2 separate regions of the Mus musculus genome follow, and region 1 is linked to region 2. Evidence: chromatin contacts called from public Hi-C data. All regions are on one chromosome and are shown on one strand. The core of a region is the stretch at or near the end of the contact, and the rest is flanking DNA. Distances in the headings are between cores, read along the strand shown. Region 1 overlaps Crppa (CDP-L-ribitol pyrophosphorylase A). Region 2 holds the start of Crppa (CDP-L-ribitol pyrophosphorylase A).

Region 1 (5,943 bases), core at 2,800-5,299, 130 kb before region 2:
AAAAATATCCCATGTCATACAACTTTCCATTATAAGATATTATTAGTAACCTGCTAAATGAGTATTATTTAGTATACTGGCCCAAATTATTTACAAACATTAAAATTAGATTGTATTTGCAGAAACATATAAAAACAGAACCATATGTCACAAATATTTAAGTATGAATGTCTCAGCCTATATTATATGTATTTTGTGCAGGTTAATCTGTGTTCAGGTGTGCATGGGTATAAGGGCCAGAAGAGGACCTCAGACAAAACTCCTCGGGTATTATGAACCTTTTAAAAACAAAGCTCCTCACCTGCCTGAAACTTCCCAAGCAGCCTAGGCTGATGATCAGCAAGCCCCAGCGATGTTCCTGGCTGGACATCCAGGAGATGTCTGCTCTGAGATTGCAGCACATCTTGCCACACTCAGTTTATTTACATGGGTTCTGGGGAATGAACTCAATCTTAGTGCCTGCAAAGCAAGCCCTTTTTACGGACTGATTTATCTCCTGAACTCTCAGGTAATTTTTAAAGCAGGGATCTCTTCACTGGAGAAAAAAAAAAAAAAGCCGGGCATGGTGGCGGCACACGCCTTTAATCCCAGCACTCGGGAGGCAGAGGCAGGCGGATTTCTGAGTTCGAGGCCAGCCAGGGCTATACAGAGAAACCCTGTCTCTAAAATCCAATAAATAAATAAATAAATAAATAAATAAATAAATAAATAAATAAATAAATAAATATTTTAAGAAGAGAGAGAGATGTAAGGCTCAATTACTGAATTTCCTGAATATTTTGCATGTTAATTCGAATCCACTTCTTTACCCCAATGCTGGTTGACCATCTAGAGCTCATTTCTCCATCAAAGCCTCTCTTGTAATTACGTAGCATTGCATCTCTACTGCTGACTCACGTCAGCTACTAAATAATGCAGCATCTGCAATCCTGCAATCCCTGTGTCCTCTCCTCTTGTGAACATAGTCTTTGCTCCAGTTATGAAATCAGTTACAACTTCTTGAGTGTGCTCAGGGTTTTAAACTTTTTGCAATTCTTCACATGATTGATGGATACCCAGCAGCTACCTGTTTATCTACAGAAATGTATCTGGCTGATGTCCAGGCAAAGAGATATTACAGAAGTTTCCTTCAACATAGTTCTGTCATCATTAACCACAGTGATTTATACACATAGACATATGTATATGCATACACAAAGCTGTGTGAGGGATCTGTGAAAAGAGTTCATGAAGGCACTATCCTTAGGTACAGTACAAAGCAGGCTATGAGGATTGACACCACAGTCAGTGGGTCCGTGCAGATTTATGAGGAATAGAAAACCGAAGCCAAATATGTGAGGATAGAGAGAAAGTACCAAGCCTAAGAACATAAAATCAAGTACCCCGGGACAAAGGAAAAGTGAAAGCTGCAGAATGTTGAGGTACAAATAAGACAACATACTGACACTTGAAGGCAATATATTTGTAAGAGAGATGCTCAGTATAGATTGTGCAGGGTCTTGACTCACCAATACTATGTAGTCACCGCAGTTGTAGAGTGTCATTGTAACAAAGGAAAAGAAGATGGGCAAGTTCTAGTTTGGGGACTCTGAAACAAGTTTTTGGGTGTCAAAACTCCATAGATAATTCATTCATAAGCTCCAAGGAGTACTGTACTTCAGTTATCATAGAGGCATCATACCCTAGAATGATAACTTAGCTAGAGCCACTGGAACAATGGAATAACCAACCATTTTGCACTTTAAAGTAGAATTATACTGAAAATAAACAGGTGAAGTGAATCTCCTAACAATTATTAGATGAAGCCTTAAGTGATATTTTTAAGAGTCATGTGCATTCTAACTAGACCAAAACAATCCATTCAGAATGGTAAAATTACGTTAGGAACTAAAACTATATCTTGATTTTTTAAAATTCAAATGTTCAGTATGCGCCGTTTAGTAAGCTCATCCAAAGCCAGGCGTGGTTAAACATAGTGCAGTCCTGCAGTTGAGAGGCTAAGGAAGTATGATTGCAAGTGTGAAGAAAATGGGCTACGTAATGAGTTCTACTAAGTCCCAGGCCAGGCTGAAGATTAAGAAAATGAAAGGAAGGGGTTGGGTGAGATGGCTCAGTGGGTAATGTGCTTGCCATGCAAGCCTAAGGACCTAACCTAACATCAGAGCCCCAGAGTACACGTAAAATGATGCTTGTGGTGGTGACTATATGTAATCTCATCACCAGGGAAGCATAAACAGGAGAATCCTTAAAGTGTTCTGGCAAGCCAGTCTAGTTGAATCGGTGAATTCCTGGCTCAGTGAGGGACTCATCTCCAAAATTGGGGTGAGAAGTTGAAGAAGATTCCCAATTTCTGGTCTTCACATACATGAAACTGCATGCATACCTGCATACATATAGGAACACATATACACACTGTACACAGAGAGGAATATATATATATATATATATGAAGGATGGAAGAGTAGAGAGAAAAGGAGAGAAGGACGCAAGGGGGGGAGAGAAATTAACTATCAAAGGTTAACAGTTAGATATACTAGTTATAACAGTTAGATATAGTAGTTATTACAGTTAGATATACTAGTTATAACAGTTAGATATACTAGTTATAACAGTTAGATATACTAGTTAGCTTTATGGAGAGGGGAGGAATGTTTTGGTTCTTCAGTGCAGGGTCCTGAATTCCAGTCCTTATGTTATTAAGTGAAAAGTGAAATGTTATGCTGTGTTATGCTGTTATTCTAAGGGAACAATGTCCTGTATGAACTTCCTATAATGGCTACTTCCTGTTTTTATTAAAATAATATTTTGATGTGCACAAGAAGAACTAATTTCATGAAAATAATAATAACATTGGCTAATGACTCTGGATGTTCTACTGTTCTATATTCTGAATACTCAACATTATATTTGTTAGCACTTAGAAACATTGGCATCATTCTTATATAGACAAGAATACAGAAAACATTTTTATAAATGATCTTCTTAAGAGAGCAAGTAGAGTATATGGGGCTTGGCAGGAAGAGGGTAATTTTCAATTTTAATCTAAAAAATTATTCATAAAGAACATAAAATTTACTACATAAAATAATATAATATATTAAAAAGCAAAAATATTTTTAAAACAAAAAAAACACGCCAAGTTACAGTTAGAGATTACCCTAGCTCTCACATAATCATGTTCTAAAACCATGACAACCAATGAAAAACTAATTTCATTGGATATAGTACGAGCGCAATCAACAGCAGCTTGAGTTACTTATGGTCCACTACACCTGGACTTCCTTTCCCCTCTAGTACACATCAGAACCTCTGGTGGATGTCTAAATAAATCTAATATAATGTAGCAGAATGACCTTCAGGCAGTTTCTACCCTCGTGCATGCACACACACACAGGCACGCGCGCGCACACAACGAAGACATGCACACACTCACCCTGATATCCTGAATGAGTCCTTGCCTCTGTTCAGAGTATACCCCCAAAAACCCCAACTAGCTTTAGCATGTCATTCACTATTAACTGTGTTCAGTACCCCCCAAAAAGTTTATAATCTTCAGATCAAGATATTATTATGTATAATAAAATATTTATATTTAATTTTTGTTTTTAAGTCTGAAGTTGTTACTAAGGCTACAGTTGCTCTGCTTCATATCTGCCTTTCTTTTGGCTTCTTTTCTAATCTTGAAGTTTTGTTTTCCTACTGCCATAAATTGAGTTTGGTAAGGACTGTAAGAAAAGGCACTGATCTGCACACTGTTACCGATGGCCCAGTCCTACACACTAACACTACACCCATTTCTGCACACTGTAACAAAAGGCACAGAACTACACACTACACTCAACCACCAGGCCAACGGGAAAAATCATTCAAGCATTAGCGCACAACTCCAACAAAAGCAGACCCTGCCTTAGACCCAGAAAGGGAAGGATTTTCAGTTAAACACAGCTTGTCATTTGAGGTTAGAGAAAACAGTAATTAAATTCTGGTCTCCAGGAAACAGGAAGTGGTGGATCAGCCAAGTACATAAAACGCTTGTACCGTGTAGGCCAGCCTTCCTTACGGCATTCATCCCTTTTGCTCCAGGAATGCAATCTGAACTGAATGTACTTAAGTGTTCTTATGACTAATGCGAAAAAAAAAAAAAGCCCTAACCACCACCACAGATTTTCCTGTGTGTAGCAATTCAGCAGCAGCCAGTGTGAATACTCTCCTTGAAGACAACTGGACAGTCTTCAGTGCAATTCCTCTTTACCTTATTTTGCGGTGAAGCAGGATATAATACAGGCGAAATACAATCGTGCACAGTCTATAAGGCTGCCTTTGGCTTTGTTCCTACCTCTACCCTTATCTCCTCCCCCTGATCCATCTCCACTTTAACCATCCAACCCCATTTTACTCTCCTTTCATGAGGCTCCTCATGTATCTTCCATCGCATGTTTCCTTTGAGTTTGGCCTTTAACTAAGTAACAGCGGATTCCCCTTTTAGGCTTAATTAAAGGACATGTCTGTTGAGACAGTTCATTCAGTGACTTTAACTCCCCGAACTGTTTTCCATGATTCTTTTATCTAAGCATAGGGTATTTTTCTTTCCATGCCAAGAACTCTTGATGGTTCAGATCCATGGGAACCATAGAAAAACTACACACTGCAGCTTATTCCTCTGGATGCCTGCAATTTGAGACTGCTCCCTACAGCACCTCCCTACCTTCTACTTCTGGCATTCTGTTTATTGTACATCGTTGGTGTTGCTCCATCAGAGAGAGCATAGCTCACCCAATCCCAAATTTCCTGTGCATTGTTGGTGCTTGCTTTATCCTCTCGTCACCCAATACTGGTTTCCAGAACCACCCCATTGAGGACACAGTTGTATCCCTTAGGGTATTATTGTGTACTGTATTATTACATAATTTAACAGATAGCTCCTTAAGAGTAGCACCTGCTTAGCTCAACTCTCTATAGTCAATGGTTGAGTTATAATGGGCATTGACTATCTTGTAAGTGAACGAATGAATTAAGTAACTAATGAAAAGCTAATCGCACCTTCTACCTACACACCACTCAAAACTTTTACAGCAGCATAGATACTTTCCACATTTTCAGAGTTAAAATAAAGTGACCGAGGACTGGTAATTTTCTTCTGACGGTGAGGGGCTACCTGAGGGCAAAACCTTAAGAGAATAAGATTTAATCTGCCTTTAACTTCCATAGTGCAATGATCCTAAGAAAACACCACCATTCCTAAAGGAAATAAAATATGAATATAAGAGATAGACTAGCTCAAAGCAAGTCAAAACTCAGCAGGGCAAGCAGCAAACCTATAGCAACATGTCTGACATCAAAAACTCATGTTAAAATCATCTGGGCTACAGATGTCTCCCACCCTGGGGATAGCAGCACCACACACACACTCTCTAGAGCAATCTACAGTCACTGAAGCAGTTCCTCAAGAGTCGTGCTATCTCCAACAACATGGTACCATTGCCTTTAACTTACAGCTCCATGTTTGACCCACCAAGAAGCTCATCTGTGCAGGAACAGATTACCATAGGAGCTTTCTAAAACCTTGGTGCAAACTTCCATACATTGTGCATGCTAGTAAAACAAGCACCCTGTGGACAATGCCAAACCCTGCTACAAGCTCTAGATGAAGATGAGCCACAAGAGGGACTACTTTCTATCATGACTGTAACCTTCTATGTCAATGTCGAGGAACCAAGAGAACACTTTCTTCATTGGCCACCATTCACGCTGCCACTGCAAAGGACAGTTCAAGGGTTCTCTTTAGGCCAGTATTCATAATGGGAACTCTGCTTTGCCCAAAACTACTTTGTGCGCATGGCCCTTTCCTTGCTAGCATGCATGATTTTCACGTCTTTCTGCTCCACTTTCTCTCATCTCTGACTATAAATCTGGCTCTAGACAGTGGTAGAGACTAAATGTTTC
Region 2 (5,904 bases), core at 1,336-3,835:
TCCTAGCTGACTTTAACCCCAGTCAACATCTTAAACATTTCCAGGTAAATAAAGCTGTTACCCAGCAGAGTAAAAGACACTTACCCCAGTCCTTAACCTAAAGTTCATTAAACAGTCAATTCCATCCTATAACCCTACCTAGAGAGACATCTAGACATGTAAGACATACCTAGAAAGACATACCTACACATACCTAGAGAGACATACCATCACCCTGCCTCTCCTCTGGCAGGAAGATGAGCAACAGCATTCTGTATGGTCCTCAATATATGTTTCTGACTCATCAGTGTAGTGGCTGCTGCTTCTTTCTGTGGAGTTTAAACCAGTCCCATCGCAAAAGGGTTCAGGTCACCCCACTGTGGGGACTACGCTACTATGCTACATTTGTGGGTTCCGAGTCAATGACTATGAGTGATAAAACAATTTCCAACTTCAAATCCAGTAAAAATTGGGTACATAGGCCAATCATCCTGAACTGGACCTCTTCACAGAGTTGTATGCCCTAGACATACAATACTTTCATCACATGGCTTCCTGAAACAAAATTTCTTCATTGATAGTGGTGTCATGAAGCATGAGGGACCAAGACTCCTGATCTCAGTTCCTTGTTCGACAAACAAACAAAAAAATAAACCAAAAAGAGAAGAAGAAAACCCATAATGAATGTTCCTTGAATTATATAAGCTGTTATAATTTATTTCAATTTCCCTAATGGGCTATTAGGATTTCAAACTGCTGTAATAAATTAAGCAAAAATGGAAAGCAAATGTCCTTTTGCTGTATTTTCCACAAATAACCCCTTTCCAAACACTCTTTTACATTAAAAGATTTAATTTTTAGTGTTCACCTATCTCAGGCTACCTTGGTACATGCAAAAATGCAAATTAACTGAAAGTATTCCCCCAAGGGAAAAAGTGTTAAATGAAAAACAGTCTACAACTCCCTGCATATAACCACCAAGCAGACAGAGATCTGCTGCCAATATCCATTGCAAGCCATGTCATTGTCCATCTCTAGAAAGATGGTCAGCGTTGCCAGGATGAGTGTGGCGCTAGAACTTTGGAGGTGTGTGCTATTGGTAAGATGGCGGTATGAAGCAACCCCTGTACTATGCAGAGAAATAAAAGACACAGACAGGGGTAGGAACTGGAATCGTTTCCAGGTCTGACTGAGTTTCGGATGTAACCACCGGTCTTGATTACTCTAATCAAGGATGATTGCAGCCCTGCACTTCCATTTACCAAATGCCAATGCTCGGAAAGTAAAATAATCTCCTGAGAAATTACTGTGTCCCTTTGACTTTTTGAAGTGTATTGGGAGTTGTTACTCTTCTGAACAAAATGCCAAGGACAGTGGTCTCTATGGAAGCCTCCTGTAATCGTTACTTATGCTAAATATTGGCATCTATCTTGAAATGTAACCAGTCCGATTCAAGGTTTAAAGGCATCGTCACAACTGTCCATTTGACTTCAAAAGAGTAAAGATCTTGCAGAACTTAAGCACCTTCATAATCTTCCCTTTCAGTCTCGCCTCAGCCCCATCACATCACAACACAAGTAACTCATCTTTTTCTCCTCTCACAGTTTCTTCACAGCCTTCCTGACACTGCTCATTATTTCTGGAATCAACTAATTTCAGTCTCTTTTCTAGGGTGTCTTGGCCTCAACCTCACCATCCAATCACCTCCCGTTATTGAAAGGCTGGAATTAACTCTGCTTTTCTCTCTACTACCTGGTTATTTAGCCATGCCTGATTCCCAGAAGAAACGTGCCTGCCCAGGAAACTGGAGGTGCGGCTAGGACTCTCAGGCTCACGCATGCGCGGTGGCACTGTGCCCCAGGCGCTCCTAGAGCAGGTATTCCTCGGGCCCCGCGGGGCCTGCGTGGGAACCGAAAGTCCCTGGGTCCCCATGCACTGGTTAGCCAGGGCCCCAGGCCCGGCGCTGCCCGCCACGCTGCCTGTTGGGGATGATCCTGGGCTCGGGGGGAGCGGATGGCTGGCGCCAGTTACCTCTCCATAGCCTGCAAAGTGTAGCTGATGAGCGGCCTTTCCAGAACCCGGCAGAACTGCTTCGGGGTGCGGACGCCCATCCTTTCCCCGCAACCCCCAGCCGGCAGCACGGCGGCCACGGTTCCAGGGCGGTTCCCGGGCTCCGCCCCAGCGACGGACAACGGGGACTCCGGGAACGCTGAGCCCGCGCCCGCGGGGCCGCTCACGCAATGCCCAGGCTCAGCGGGCCTGCTGCACGGCCCAGGCTCCATAGCAGGCAGAGCGCAGAAGCTCGAGGTGCAGATGGAAACCGAGAGCGAGACGCCAGCACCGGCCCTGGGACGAGATCAAGGGTCGCACTGGGCCAGGAACGGCGCCGAGCGGACTCGGGGAAAGTGGCCTCGGGTGCTGATCGCGGAGGAAGCCAGCAAGCCTTGTCTTCCCAGCCTGGGCCCAGCGCCCCTAGGCAGCAATGCTCTTCCTGCTCTTCCCTCTATCCCTCCGGGCAGGTCGAGCCGAGGCTGCAGTAGCAGTCCTTACAGATTTGACAGTCACACACAGGCAGCTATGCACAGCACAGTCATGGGCCCCATTCTAGATAAGTCGGAAATAATTGTATTCAAGGTACAGTTCAAGACCCATATGTGTGCACCTCGGTCATAAGAATTTCGTTATCCACAGATGGCACCCTGATTCTACCAAGTGGAAAGACAAATGGCTAGGCAAAGTCTAGAATCCGTACTGCAAGGTTGATTCCCAGACCTGTCTGTCTGCACCTTTGAACAACCAAGTAGAGTGTCCTTGAATTCTGTATTCCACACTCAAATTTTAAGATTTTAAGATTTGAATGTTTTTAAATTCCACAGGTGATTCTATTGGGCAAGTGTGATTTTATTGTAACCAGAGGGGGACAGCAACCACACTCACTACTGAATAATCAACACACATCTCCTGTTAACAGGAAAAAGAAAAAAAAAAAAAAAACCTCTAGTGGTCATTTTCACTGACAGGGGAACGTGGGTGCTAAGTAACTTATGTAAGACTGCACAGCCAATGATGGCAAGGCAACCATAAATCTTCGGTTTAGAGGTGCAACGAGCAAGCGTTGAGAAGTTTCAGGCCTGGTGCTCATCTAGTGCTTATTTAGGACTATCCTTCTGGGAAATGTTGATGAAACAGAATGGGTACTCCGAGTGCCAGGCACCACTGTATTCAGGATCTGGAATGTGGAATTCATGAGAGCATGCCCTAGCTTTGCTTTGGGTTTGGGTTGTATGCCCAGCTTCAGGAATGTGACAGGGGCCTAATACTTACTGAAGGAACTGCTGATTGAATAATGACAAGGGAAAAGGAATTATTTGACCATGTATATTATCAATCTTCACCCATCAATAGCTAAATTAGAATCATAAAAACAAAAACTTGAGGATTGAATTACCCAGTTATAGTATTAAATCTCATTGTTTTTATCAACTTTGCCAATTGAAAGCATACGAAATTTTTTTAAAAATTCTCTTCTCTTACCCTCTTTTGTCTAATATTCTAAAGCACTTTCTTTTGTTGCTTTCATTATGACTAATGGACAGCTTCTGTGTTAACTGAAGTTTGTTGAACTCTTGACCCTTCGATGAAAAGGAAGCATTATAGCTTGCTTGTTTGTATTGCAATGCTTGAATGTTTCCTTCCCAGGAGGCAGGAGTGTGCAAGGAAGAGAGAGACTGAGAGACAGAGTGAAGCTGGGGGCGGGGGGGGGGGGGCAAAAAGACTGATTGAGTCTAGGAAAGAGCTCTTTGCTAGGGAGTTGGGTGTTTGATTTGTTAGAGCTTGCTCAAAGGAGACTCTTGAGAAGGCTCCATCGCATCTTATGAACTAACACATTATGTTACTTACAAAACCCAGTGACCAGCCCAGAGACAGCAGCACACTCAGCAGGCAGAAAGCACAAGAGGCAGACAGACGACCAGGGGAACTGGACTCCATAAAACCCATGGCTTTTGGCCTTTCCAATGTGGTTGCTGGTTAGAATTTTTTAAATCTGTGCATGGGGGTACATTATTTATGTGTCTTGTGGTGTTAGCCATTAAGTTTTATTATGGTAGGATATGTTAAATGTAGGGTTTGTGAAATGAGCGCGTGAGTTATGGAGCGAGCCACCCAAAAGGATGGAACTTTTACAAGAAAAAAGGGCTGGCAAGAATGCAGGCAAAGAAGCCTAGTATGCTTATGGAAATTTAAATTAGTCCGTTTTATAGGACTATTTTAGTTAGAATTTTATTGTTGTGAAGAGACACCATGACCACAGCAACTCTTATAAAGGAAAACATTTAATTAGGGCTGGTTTACAGTTTCAGAGGTTCACTCCAATATAGTAATGATGAGAAGCATGGTGGCATGCAGGCAGACATGGTACTGAGAAGGAGATGAGAGTTCTACATAGTGATCTGCAGGCAGCAGAAATGAGGACCGTGGGCCACAGTGGACATAGCTTGAGCATATGAGATCTCAAAGCCCGCACCACAGTGACACCTCCTCCAACAAGGCTACGCCTACTCCAATAAGATCATATATCCTAATAATGTGTAATGGGCTGTTTTCCTCAGCCTCAAGCTCCCAGAATAACAACTCAAACTCAAAATATATTTACAAATACTTAGGCCATATATCTAGGCTTATTTCCTAACTAATAACTTAAAATAATCCATTTCTACTCATCTACACTCTGCCACATGACTGGTTTCTCTGCTGAGGTACCATGGGTCTGCCCTCCTCACATCTTCCCCTGAGATTCTTCCCACTTCCCTCTATCCCAGAATTCTTTCTACCTATTGGATGTCCCACTTTTTATTCTACACGATAGGCCATTGGTTTTGTTTTGCTTTAATTGACAGGTGAAGCACCCATACAATACACTCGATATCCTCTCTACAATCATGACACTCCCTAAAAGCCAAGCATTCACACAGAAGAGTGTATGGGAACCATGCCTATTCAAACAACCACAAGGAGTTAGTATAGAAGTACCACAAAAATTAAAAGGTGGACTACCATATGACCAAGCTAGATTTTTCTTGTGCTTCCCTGAGTAAATAAATTCAGATTACAATAATGTACATGCCCTATTAATCAAGGCAATAGTCATAATTTTACAGACACAGAATTGGCCTAGCTGTCCAAGATGAAAAAATAATAAGGAATGCATGGTGCATCCGTAATGGAATATTTGGCCATGAAGAAGAAAATCATGTCATGCCATTTGCACAGAGTAGAAGGACCCTGGGGATTATGTCAAGTACCACATTTTCTCTCATACACAGGGGACCATTAAAGTGGACTAAGAGGAAAGAGCTCTAAGGTCATAGAGAAGGTAGATGTGAGTAAACACAAGCATTCATTTGGGAATGAAAATCTCAAAGAGAAACCCATTCATTCCCATAATTAAATCAAATAACCCCATTAAAAAATGGGGCTCAGAGCTAAACAAAGAATTCTCACCTGAGGAATACCGAATAGCTGAGAAGCACCTGAAAAAATGTTCAGCATCCTTAATCATCAGGGAAATGCAAATCAAAACAACCCTGAGATTCCATCTTACACCAGTCAGAATGGCTAAGATCAAAAATTCAGGTGACTGTTAGTTCATAGCAAGGTTGTCTTCTGAAGAGTTGTGAAAGTGTATCATCCAAGTGACGGGTGCCTATGTCACGGGACACAAGATGGGCTGAAGGGGAAGAAAGGTCGGAGACCAGAATGTCCTCACCAGAAGACACTTGGAGATCTAACTAGTTACATGTGTGTGGTTTCAGTACTACTATGTATATAGGGGACAAATTCATGTCCTCATCTGAAACATCTAGTCCTTCTAGGTGTTTAGAAGTGCACAAAGTATGTTAAAAGTAGACATAGTAAATAATACGT

The links. Hi-C and Micro-C count contacts between places; a contact is called where the count stands out from the background.
Region 1: a Hi-C map of uterus shows a contact between it and region 2. The contact joins the enhancer-like site here to the promoter of Crppa in region 2. A contact is called at or near these places in 1 of 484 Hi-C or Micro-C datasets (uterus), 3 of 115 datasets of contacts at active chromatin or transcription factors (cardiomyocytes, kidney and neural progenitor cells) and 2 of 9 other capture datasets (adipose tissue and liver).

Annotation. Positions count from the first base shown.
Region 1 is chr12:36,508,322-36,514,264 of GRCm38.p6, reverse strand. The region is part of intron 6 of Crppa (CDP-L-ribitol pyrophosphorylase A); the gene reads right to left. Among named protein-coding and RNA genes, the nearest start is that of Crppa, 130 kb to the right of the region's middle. Within about 2 kb of position 4,049, at least 50 of the 459 cell types and tissues checked have an H3K27ac peak or open chromatin away from gene starts, as enhancers often do. A contact at or near this core is called in kidney and uterus, where this site is marked.
Region 2 is chr12:36,378,131-36,384,034 of GRCm38.p6, reverse strand. It overlaps Crppa (CDP-L-ribitol pyrophosphorylase A), which reads right to left and starts at 2,585. Exons shown (of 10, transcript NM_178629.6): 1 at 2,011-2,585. The coding sequence starts at 2,261.